Linked DNA regions of Rattus norvegicus: region 2 is linked to region 1. A link is a contact called in public Hi-C data. All regions are on one chromosome and are shown on one strand. Each heading gives the region's core, a stretch centred on a gene start, on an enhancer-like site or on the middle of the called end of the contact. The rest is flanking DNA. Distances are from core to core; before and after follow the strand shown. Region 1 has its middle 19 kb from the start of Psen2. Region 2 overlaps Itpkb (inositol-trisphosphate 3-kinase B).

The links. Hi-C and Micro-C count contacts between places; a contact is called where the count stands out from the background.
Region 2: a Hi-C map of Schwann cells shows a contact between it and region 1, with 5 times the contacts expected there. The contact joins two enhancer-like sites. A contact is called at or near these places in 6 of 12 Hi-C or Micro-C datasets (Schwann cells, hepatocytes, kidney and 3 more).

Annotation. Positions count from the first base shown.
Region 1 is chr13:94,533,534-94,538,158 of GRCr8, reverse strand. No RefSeq gene overlaps it. Among named protein-coding and RNA genes, the nearest start is that of Psen2, 19 kb to the right of the region's middle. Within about 2 kb of position 2,753, at least 17 of the 93 cell types and tissues checked have an H3K27ac peak or open chromatin away from gene starts, as enhancers often do. A contact at or near this core is called in Schwann cells, where this site is marked.
Region 2 is chr13:94,655,251-94,659,875 of GRCr8, reverse strand. All of the region lies in intron 2 of Itpkb (inositol-trisphosphate 3-kinase B), which reads right to left. Among named protein-coding and RNA genes, the nearest start is that of Itpkb, 56 kb to the right of the region's middle. Within about 2 kb of position 2,740, at least 89 of the 93 cell types and tissues checked have an H3K27ac peak or open chromatin away from gene starts, as enhancers often do. A contact at or near this core is called in Schwann cells, where this site is marked.

The DNA of each region.
Region 1 (4,625 bases), core at 1,504-4,003:
TATATGTGTGTGTATAAGTATGCATGTACATATGTGTCTCTGTATGTGTATGTATATGTATGTGTCTGTGTGTATGTATATGTATGTGTATGTAAATGTGTATGAATGTGTGTATGCATGTTTGTATATGTGTGTCTGTGTGTGTCTATGTATATGTGCATATATGTGTATATGTATGTTCATATATGTCTCTATGTATATATGTATGTGTATGAATGTCTGTGTATGTTTGTATATGTGTATATGTGTGTCTGTCTGTGTGAGTCTGTGTATATATGTGTATGTGTGTATGTATGTTTGCATATATGTATATGTATGTGTGTAAATGTATGTGAATGTATATATATATATGTGTATGTGCATAAATGTGCTGTCTTGTGAAGAGGTGAGACTGCTAGATGGTGCTGCTATTTTCTTGTCACTTCTGTAGTAACTGACCCCAGTTTCAGTGATCTGAGACAACGTACACCCATTCTCTTGTAGTTCTAAGGTCTAATTTTTGGAATCAGTCTCGCTGGGTTTCAGTGAAGTTGCTCACAGGCTGGCATCCATTCTAGAGGAGAACCTGTCCCCTTACCTTCTCAGCCACTAGACACTACCTGTCTCACAAGGACACCCTTCCCAGGACCATCTTATTATCCAGAGAACATTAACGTAACCACACCTGTGCAGTCTCTTTTACACACCAGGTGACAAAGTCCTGTGTCCCAGGGATCTATATGTGGGTATATTTGGGACCGCTGTTCAACTGCAGCACGGTTCAGAGGGCTGGCTGCACCAAGGCCTCTGTCCTGGTGAACCGACCACAGTCAGACTCCCACCTCTGTGGGTTGCCTCGGTGCTCTTTATATGTCTTAGCTGGGGAACAGAGGTATGCAGTGGTAGATCTGCCCAATCTGGGCACACAGTTTGCATTCATATTAATTGATTTGTGTTATCATAGCACCAGCTTATCTGGGTTACTGCAATATGCCTCCATCCTTTTGCCAATATCCCAAACGAAGAGAAGTTGGTTCAACACCACCAGATGCCATTGAACAAACTAGAAAGCTGTACTAGTCAGAGTTTTGTCAACCGGACACAAGTTACAATAATCCAGGAAGAGGTAACCTCAATTGAGAAAATGCCTCCAGCAGATTGGCTGGTGGGTAAGCCTTTAGGAATAGTTTCTTGATTCACGATTGATGTGGGCGCCCCAGACCTTTCTGGGTAGTGCTGCCCCTGGGTAGATGATCTTGGGTTGTATAAACCAGAGCTGACCAAGTCATGAGGAGCAAGCCAGTAAGCAGCACTCCTCCATAGCCTCTGCCTCCTGCCTCCGGTTTCCTGTCACGGCTTCCCTTCACACATGGTGGCATGTGACCTGAGATTTGTAGGATGAAATAAACCTTTTCCTCCCCAAAATCTAATGGTGATGTTCCATCACCCTAACTAGGGCAAGCCCTAGTAGAAGCCCTAACTAGGGCAAGGACCTAGCAATCTGTTTATTTCTTTTCCCAACGGCCCTGCTTCTTTAAGAGGGAGTTTTTGGTGTCTGAACCCCTGTGTGACTATGGGCACCAGTGCTGGGAGGCGGTGAGTCCTTACTGGAAAGCAAGGAGTAAGTGAGAAGGGATATCGGAAGGTGCCCCATCTCTGGGACTCAGAACTACACAAGAGAATGAAGACTCTGTCAGCTCACTACCATATTAAAACCGAAATGGCTCCAGAGGACAAGGTCTGATGGAAACTTTCTCGGCTTGTGGTTTGTCTGTTACCTGAAGAGCAGATAGAATGTTCAGGGGCAGGCAGATTGTGGGGCCACACCCTGGACCTCATAAGAAGGGGGAGCTATTTCTTTGGGGGTGGTGTTCTTTAACTCTTAGGAGGGTCACAGGATCCAAATATGTGAGGCAGGTTACACTGGAGAGACAGGAAAAGGGGTGCACAGGGCCTCCCACACAGAGCTTGGCTTTCCAGAAAGTACCACAGAGAGTGCAACTAGACAACAGCACACTCTTCACTTAGTCTGAAATGGTGTTTTGATTTTGAAGACTCAAAAATGTAAGGAAAGGCTGTATATTTCCTTCCCCTGTCCCAGCTCTTGATGGTGGTGACCTGCAAGGTGACCTCTCAGTCCCTTAGCGGGGCCTCCTACACCCACAAGGACCCTGATTTCCTGGGGATGTCATCCCAGATCCTTGGGGGAGAAATGTTCCCTTCGTTGTTTCAAACTGGATCGCCCATTTGAATGGTCAAGGCCTAAAGAGAGCCGCAACAGCAGCAAGCTCAACTAAACAGGAAAGGGGCGCCTCCCAGTGTTTCTGTAGAGATTGAACCAAAGGGTGCTGGCGCCCTCTAGCGGCAAAGAAGCTGCTTCCTGTCTGCCCAAGGACAAACAGGTTGTGCCTCTCCCAAGGCGGTCCTGGACCGCCACCCGCTTCCAGGATTAGGAGAAAAATGTATGCTGCTCGGGCCTCATGAACTTTGGTGGTTTTAGGATTCGTCGCTACTGTGTGAGGTAATGTGTGTGTTTTCACAAGAATCGCCTTCCAGCATCGCAGACTCGGGCCCCTGCATTATTTGTCAGAGAGGTAAAGACCTCTAGAGCTCCATTCATAATCGTGTAACATATGACCTGTAGACCTACTGTGAGGACCATATGACCGAAGTTCTCAAGGCTATTCTCTGGGGGCTCACACAGTTTTAGGACAGCTCTTCGGGGAAACTAAAGAACAGATCCCTCACAAGCCAAGGAATTTGTGTGAATCACCCACACACTCCCGGTGCAGAGCTCATACACCCGCTGGCTAAACTGTCCTCTGGGCTGAGGATGCCTACCCCGTTAGCTTAAGTCAGAGAGAAACCGTGCATACACAGTGGGGAGGGAATTGCAGAAAAGAATGGCCAAGGACCTGTTTAACATTTGAAAGGGACACCCGGGTCTTAGTTAAAGCTTAAGGAGCAAAGACAACACCTCATATTCACTAAGATGGCTTTTGGGGTAAAAATTGAAAGCTGCTGCCTGTTGAGGAAGCCAATATGGCTACTCCTGAAGCTGTAAGGCGCAGCTATTCCATTTCCCAGGATGTAACTGCCAAAGTTGAGAGCTCGCTCTCAAATATCAGCTCATGCACCCTCACAGCAGTGTTGATTACAATGTATAAGACATGGCGACTCAACTGTCCACCAGTGGGTGAGCAGGATAGTGTAGCCGCACAATTGGAAGACTATTCAGCTTAAAAAGAAAAAAGAAAAAAGAAAGTTCCAATCCATGCTGCATGTAGCAACCCTGAACACAGTATGCTAATGAAATGAACCAGACACAAGCAGGCTCATCACTAAAAATCATGTAGAGAGTGGTATGGTGGTTGCCAAGGTCTGGAGGAAAAGGGGGGAAGCGGGGCTTCAAATAGTTCCTTGCCCAGTTTTTGTTTTTCAGAATTTTGATTACCCCAAAGTCAATTATAGCTCCCCCCTCACACATCGAAACATATACAGAGAGAGAGAGAGAGAGAGAGAGAGAGAGAGAGAGAATGCCAGTAATAAGTTTATATGTTTAGATGATTCTCCATTCTGAGAAACATGACAAAATCTTCCACTGTCCTACCCTGTGCAGCTGAGACATTTCCTTTTTCACCAGTATATACTAATACACGGTGCTGAGACGGTTTGCATATGTTTGGCCCAGGGAGTGGCACTATTAGAGGGTGTGGCCCTGTTGGAGTAGGTGTGTCACTGTGGGTGTGGGCTTCCAGAACCTCATCCTAGCTTCCTGGAAACCAGTATTTGGCTAGCAGCCTTTAGATGAAGATGTAGAACTCTCAGCTCCTCCTGCACCATGCCTGCCTGGATGCCGCCATGCTCCCACCTTGATGATAATGGACTGACCTGTAAGCCAGCCCCATTTAAATGAGAGTTTAATTCATCACATCCTTATAAGAGTTGCCTTGGACATGGTGTCTGTTCACAGCGGCAAAACCCTAAGACAGCAGCCTTCTCAGCTCTATCGGCCCAGTGCTGCAGTGCTTGTGTTCCGGGATGTTTATTTTTCTTGCCAATGACCTCAAATGTTAATGATAGAAAGAAGGCACCAGCGTGCAAACAGGCAAAGACGAATTAGCTCTGATCCCATGAGCCAATGCTGTACAGCACATGGGAAGAGAAAGAGGTGTGCACATGGTTCAATACTGTTTATGGTTCATGGAAAGCCACATGATACTGTATCACCCGTGGTGCAATTGAACCTGTGTTCTCTGAAAGAGCAGTGAGTGCTTGTAACTATTCAGCCATTTCTCCACCTCAGGGGCAGGGAACTCAAGGAATTCTCTGTACTCTATGCTCAATTATTCTGTGACCCTGAAAGTGTCCTAAAATCTTTAACCTTTCAAAAAAGTTCTAGAAGAGGATAGAGGCAATTGTGTCACTCCATGAATGCTCTTACAGTCATGGTGACTGCCTAAGAATGGGTAAACGGTGATAAATCTTATTTCCTGTGCATTTTACTACAGTTAAACAGATAGAATAGTCAGGTGTGGTGGTGCATCCCTGAAATCTAAGCAAGTGGGAAGTGGGAGAAGGAGGAGGAGGAGGAAAAAGAGGAGAAAGAGGAGGAGAAGAGGGAGGGAGGGAGGGAGGCAATAAAG
Region 2 (4,625 bases), core at 1,491-3,990, 120 kb before region 1:
GCTAGCAGACACAACTGAGGCAGAATCAAGAATACTATTCTACTAAGTGCTTGGAGACACTGGCATCTGACTGTGGCAGGGGATGCAGGCCTCTCAGAGGGTGCTGCCAACCCAGGGCAACTGAACCCTAGCCGGAAGCTGAGTGGCCTAAAGTGAGAGAGAGGTTGGAAACTGGTCTCCAGGTCATAGTTTAGCGTTCATTCTGGCCGTACCTTTCCTAGTCCTGTGTGACTTCAGGCGACCTGTGTGTGTCCTTGTGGATTGCTCTATCTGTAACATGAGCTTGGGACGTTGACAATTAATAGGAAAACTGCCTAGCAATAAATGACACCAAGATGGTCATCATTATTATCATAACCAATCTTGGTCTGGGTAGGAACGGGTGAATTCAATACTTGGCTGGCAGGGGCAGGGGTGTGGGTGGTAGGTAGTGATGCTTGCTGGGGATCCAACCCAAGGACTGATGCATGCTGGGCAAGCCCTTTATCTACCATTGAGCTGCATCACCCAGGTCCAGCTCCATTTATGTATACTTTTGTTGTTATTTGGTATTATGCGTTTGATGAGCTGCATCACCCAGGTCCAGCTCCATTTATGTATACTTTTGTTGTTATTTGGTATTATGCGTTTGAAACTGTTTCATTCTGTAGCCCAGGCTCACCCAAAAGGTACTATGTAGCACAGGTTCATGGAGAGCCTCCTGCTTCAGCCTCCCAAGTATGGGGTTTATAGGCATAAGCCACCAACCTGGCCCCATTTGCCTATTTTAAAAAGAATAAAACAAAACAAGCAAACGAAAAACCAGAGCTGAGCTAAGGCTTTGGTGGGGTTTGTTCACAGGAGACTCAATCTAAGCCACTCTGTTACCAGGAAGGTGGTTTCCTGTGTGTAAACTGACGCCTCCCTAGAAGGGCTCACAGGTGTCAATCATAGCTCTTTGCTAGAGAAAGGGGCAGACAGCCAGGATGCAGGAAGAGGGGCATCCCCAGGGCTAAGCCCTGGGCAAGCATTACTCTGAGGGTAAGCCTGCATGGGAAAGACTGTTCGTGGGAGTCCCTAGTCACTTTCTCTAGGGACTAGTGCTTGGTCCCTTTCCAAAACAGCACTTACTGCCTCCCAACATCTTCCTGGTGTTTGCTTTGATGGCAATCCTGCCATTTGTGAAAATTAAAACATACCCAGATTCTAAAGAAGACTATCTCTTTCCTAACGTGCCAGCCCTCCTCTGTGTCCCCCTCATCCCTTCGGTGCCTTTGATCTCTTTTAAGTCTGGTGTTTTACACTCCTGGAATTTAGAGAGGAGCCACTCTGGTTTTACAGTATCCTGAGTCTGACAACCCCAAGCCAAATATATCAGTTCTCAGCCTCCATGCAGAAAATGGACTGATTAACCACATAAAGGCAGACACCGGGGGTCTTTGAGATGCTGTTGATGGAATGGTTCCTGAGGTATAATATCTTTAACGTTCTACTTCCCCTTTTAACTGGTGTTTGGGGGAGGAGGAAGATCAGAGATGAACTTTTTTCCTTATCAGGGTAGCTCAAGGATATACTTAAAACTGCTTAGGGATGATAATAAAAGCAAGCAATGTGTGAGGAAAAACATATCAAGGATAACTGCAAGGGTTTTTACTTTGTTTTCTGAATTAACTCACAACAGATGTGAACGTTTCAAAAAAGGACAAGAAGAAGAAGAGGAGGAAGAGGAGGAGGAGGAGGAGAGGGAGAAGAAGAAGAAAAAGAAGGAGGAGGAGAAGAAGAAGAAGAAGAAGAAGAAGAAGAAGAAGAAGAAGAAGAAGAAGAAGAAGAAGAAGAAGAAGAAGAAGAAGATAAATGCTACTGTTTTAAATCGCACTTCACAGGCAAGAGCCAAGAAAGCGTCTGACTTTTGAAAACCCTTTTTCACCAGTGTAAAAAGCCTCTTTCTCAGCCGGAGGAAAAGAGCCAGAGAAAGGGATCCAGAGATCGCCACGCAGGGAGAAGACAGAAATGTCTCTGTAGCCTTTTACTGATTGCTGTCTGAGCCTAGGACCTGTTCACGGAGGCCATCAGCCCAGAGTCAGCAGAGCCCTCAGGCCGCTAGGGACCGCTCAAGGGCGGCACATGCCACCCTGACGGAGGGTGGGGCCTGCGGGCATAGTGTATTCAGACCATTGCTCCACCCCGCCTTTCCATGACGCCAGGCTCCGGGGGAAGGGCCAAGTGCGTGAGAGGTGGGGCAGAAGGCGGGGCACAGCGCTAGGAAAGAAGGGCGGAGCTAACTAAGGGTGGGCAGGAAGGAGGGAGGGCATCTCAGAGGAGGGAGGGGCGGAGCAGAGTTAAGGGAAGCCTGAGTTCCTAAGACCGTGAAAAAGCGCTGGGCTTCCTTCCTCAAACCAATTTGCCTTCCTGAAAGGCACCGCCGACTCTATAACTTAGTTTGGAGGGAGAGGTCGGAGGTAGGGAATGTCTGTGGCCACGAGAGGAAGGGACAGAAATTCGTCCCTTTTATGACCAAGAGAATTACTGCTAAACAATCTGGGAACTTAAAGGAAAAGGAAAGTTCCACCGTGCAGAGAGGAAGAGGACTAGAGAGTAGGCATGTTTCCCCGCAGGTACACAGAGGCAGACATCTGTGACAGGAGTTTGTTGTGAGTCGCAACTCAGTTTAGTTGAAGCAAAAAGCAAAGTCAGAGAGAGGAACTGAACAGAGTTTCTGTTGTCCCAGACACAATTAGAAGCGAATCTGACCACTAGTAGGCCCTACCCTGTCCACTTGCCTTAAAACCTCTGGACACAGCAGAGCCTGTCCCTGGGGATCAAGTAAGGGAGAAGGTCCAATGTGAATGCAAGACACCTTCACCCTGCTCAGGGCACTCAGGCCTTGTGAGTAATGGGTGCAGCTAGGTTGTGGGGGTGGGGAGGGGGAGGGAGGTGCTGACCCGTGTAAACATTTACTTGAGCACCTTGCTCAGTTTGCCTCCTCTCACCATGTCAAATCCAGTGATTTATCAGAAAACAGTACTTGAGGCCTGCGGCAGTGTGTGGGGGCTGCAGGCCCCAGGAGAGAACCCCTCAGTTCCTTGCCAGTCTGGGAAGCACAGTCCTAGCTGACTCAGCCCTCTGCCCTAAGGGATGGTACTTTATTACTGTGGATTAGCCCGCAAGTCCGCTCCTATAGACACCGCCATCCTGCAGAAGGTTCACAGAAAGGAAAAGGAAGGAATACACTTTGAGTATATATTCCATTCCTGTCATTACTAAAGAGAGCTGGGCCAGAGTGGGATGTCTTGAGAAACAGATACAACCACACAGCCCAAATGTAGCCCAGGCTAGCCAGATATCAGGCTGCTTTCTGAAACCACCTTCATCAATGTAAAATGTTTGATCCCAATAAGCTTTCAAAAAATCAATTTATGGTTGGGCAGTGGTGGCACACGCCTTTAATCCCAGTGCTGGGGATCGAGAGGCAGGTGAACCTCTGAATTCGAGGCCAGCCTGGTCCACAAAGTGAGCTCCAGGACAGCCAAGATACCCTGAGTGGAAAAAATAAAAGCAAAAACAAAAAAATAAATCTATATATCTTCACATGGTACAGATTTGGGAGATGGGCAGATGGGCTTTCTCCGAAAAGTGCCATCCACATCCCATATGCGCCTGAGCACTGAGAAAGTAAGCCACACAGGTTCATCTGCTGCCCATCTTAGCATCCTGAAGAACATAATTTACAAGTCCTGGGCAGTTGTCCTCTCCTCCCCTCCTAAGTGTCTGCTAGCAGGCTACGGGTCACACACCTGCCAATTTAGCATCCAGGAGACAGAAGCAATATGGTTGCAGCTCAAGGTTATCCTCAGCTACATAACAAGTTTGAGGCCAGGCCGCCCCATTGCCCTGAAGCCCTTTGGACAGAGTGGAGCCTGTTCCTGGGAGTATTCAGGAACACAGACATCTACGTTAGGGCTCTGTGTTGCAGATAGAATGAATGATGCTGGTAAACAGACGGAGGTGGTGGACTGAAAGCCATCTCGGTTTCCTTAAGGGCTCCCAGGGGGCTCCCATCTCCATGAGCAAGCACAGTCAAGGTTGGCAGGGAGGTGGTTCTTAACCTTGGCCACACTTCAGCATCGCTGGGGACTTAGCGCCCTCTCTTAGAGTTTCTGAGCTAAGCAGCTTAGAATGCAGTCTGGCTCCGAGACTCATTAAAGCTTCCAAAGTTTTTCCAAAATGCGGCTCAGGCCAGATCCACCTGGCTAGTGTTTAATCAAAATGGTCCAAGAAGGCTAAGAATGCTTAAGTAGCAGTCAGCAAGCAGGTCTGGTCCTTGGAAACTTGTGTGCATTCACAGGGAAATTAGATGATAGCAAGACAGGGAAGGGGTGGGAACCATGCAGGCAGAAACTTGCATCTAAGCCCCCACACCTCCTGCCCTCGTGTGACTTGGGCCTTAGTTTTGTCATGTGTACAATGGGCGTGGCAGTAATTAATAATACTTCCTTTGCAGTGTGGAAGAATTAGCTATACTAGTCATTACCTGAGCCATTCAAGGTCCTCTAAGTGTTGCCTGTGACTGTTAACAAATAAATCGGCCACAGAATTCGATATGTTTAATATGTGAAGATGCAGTCCGTTGACTGTCCCCTTCAGAG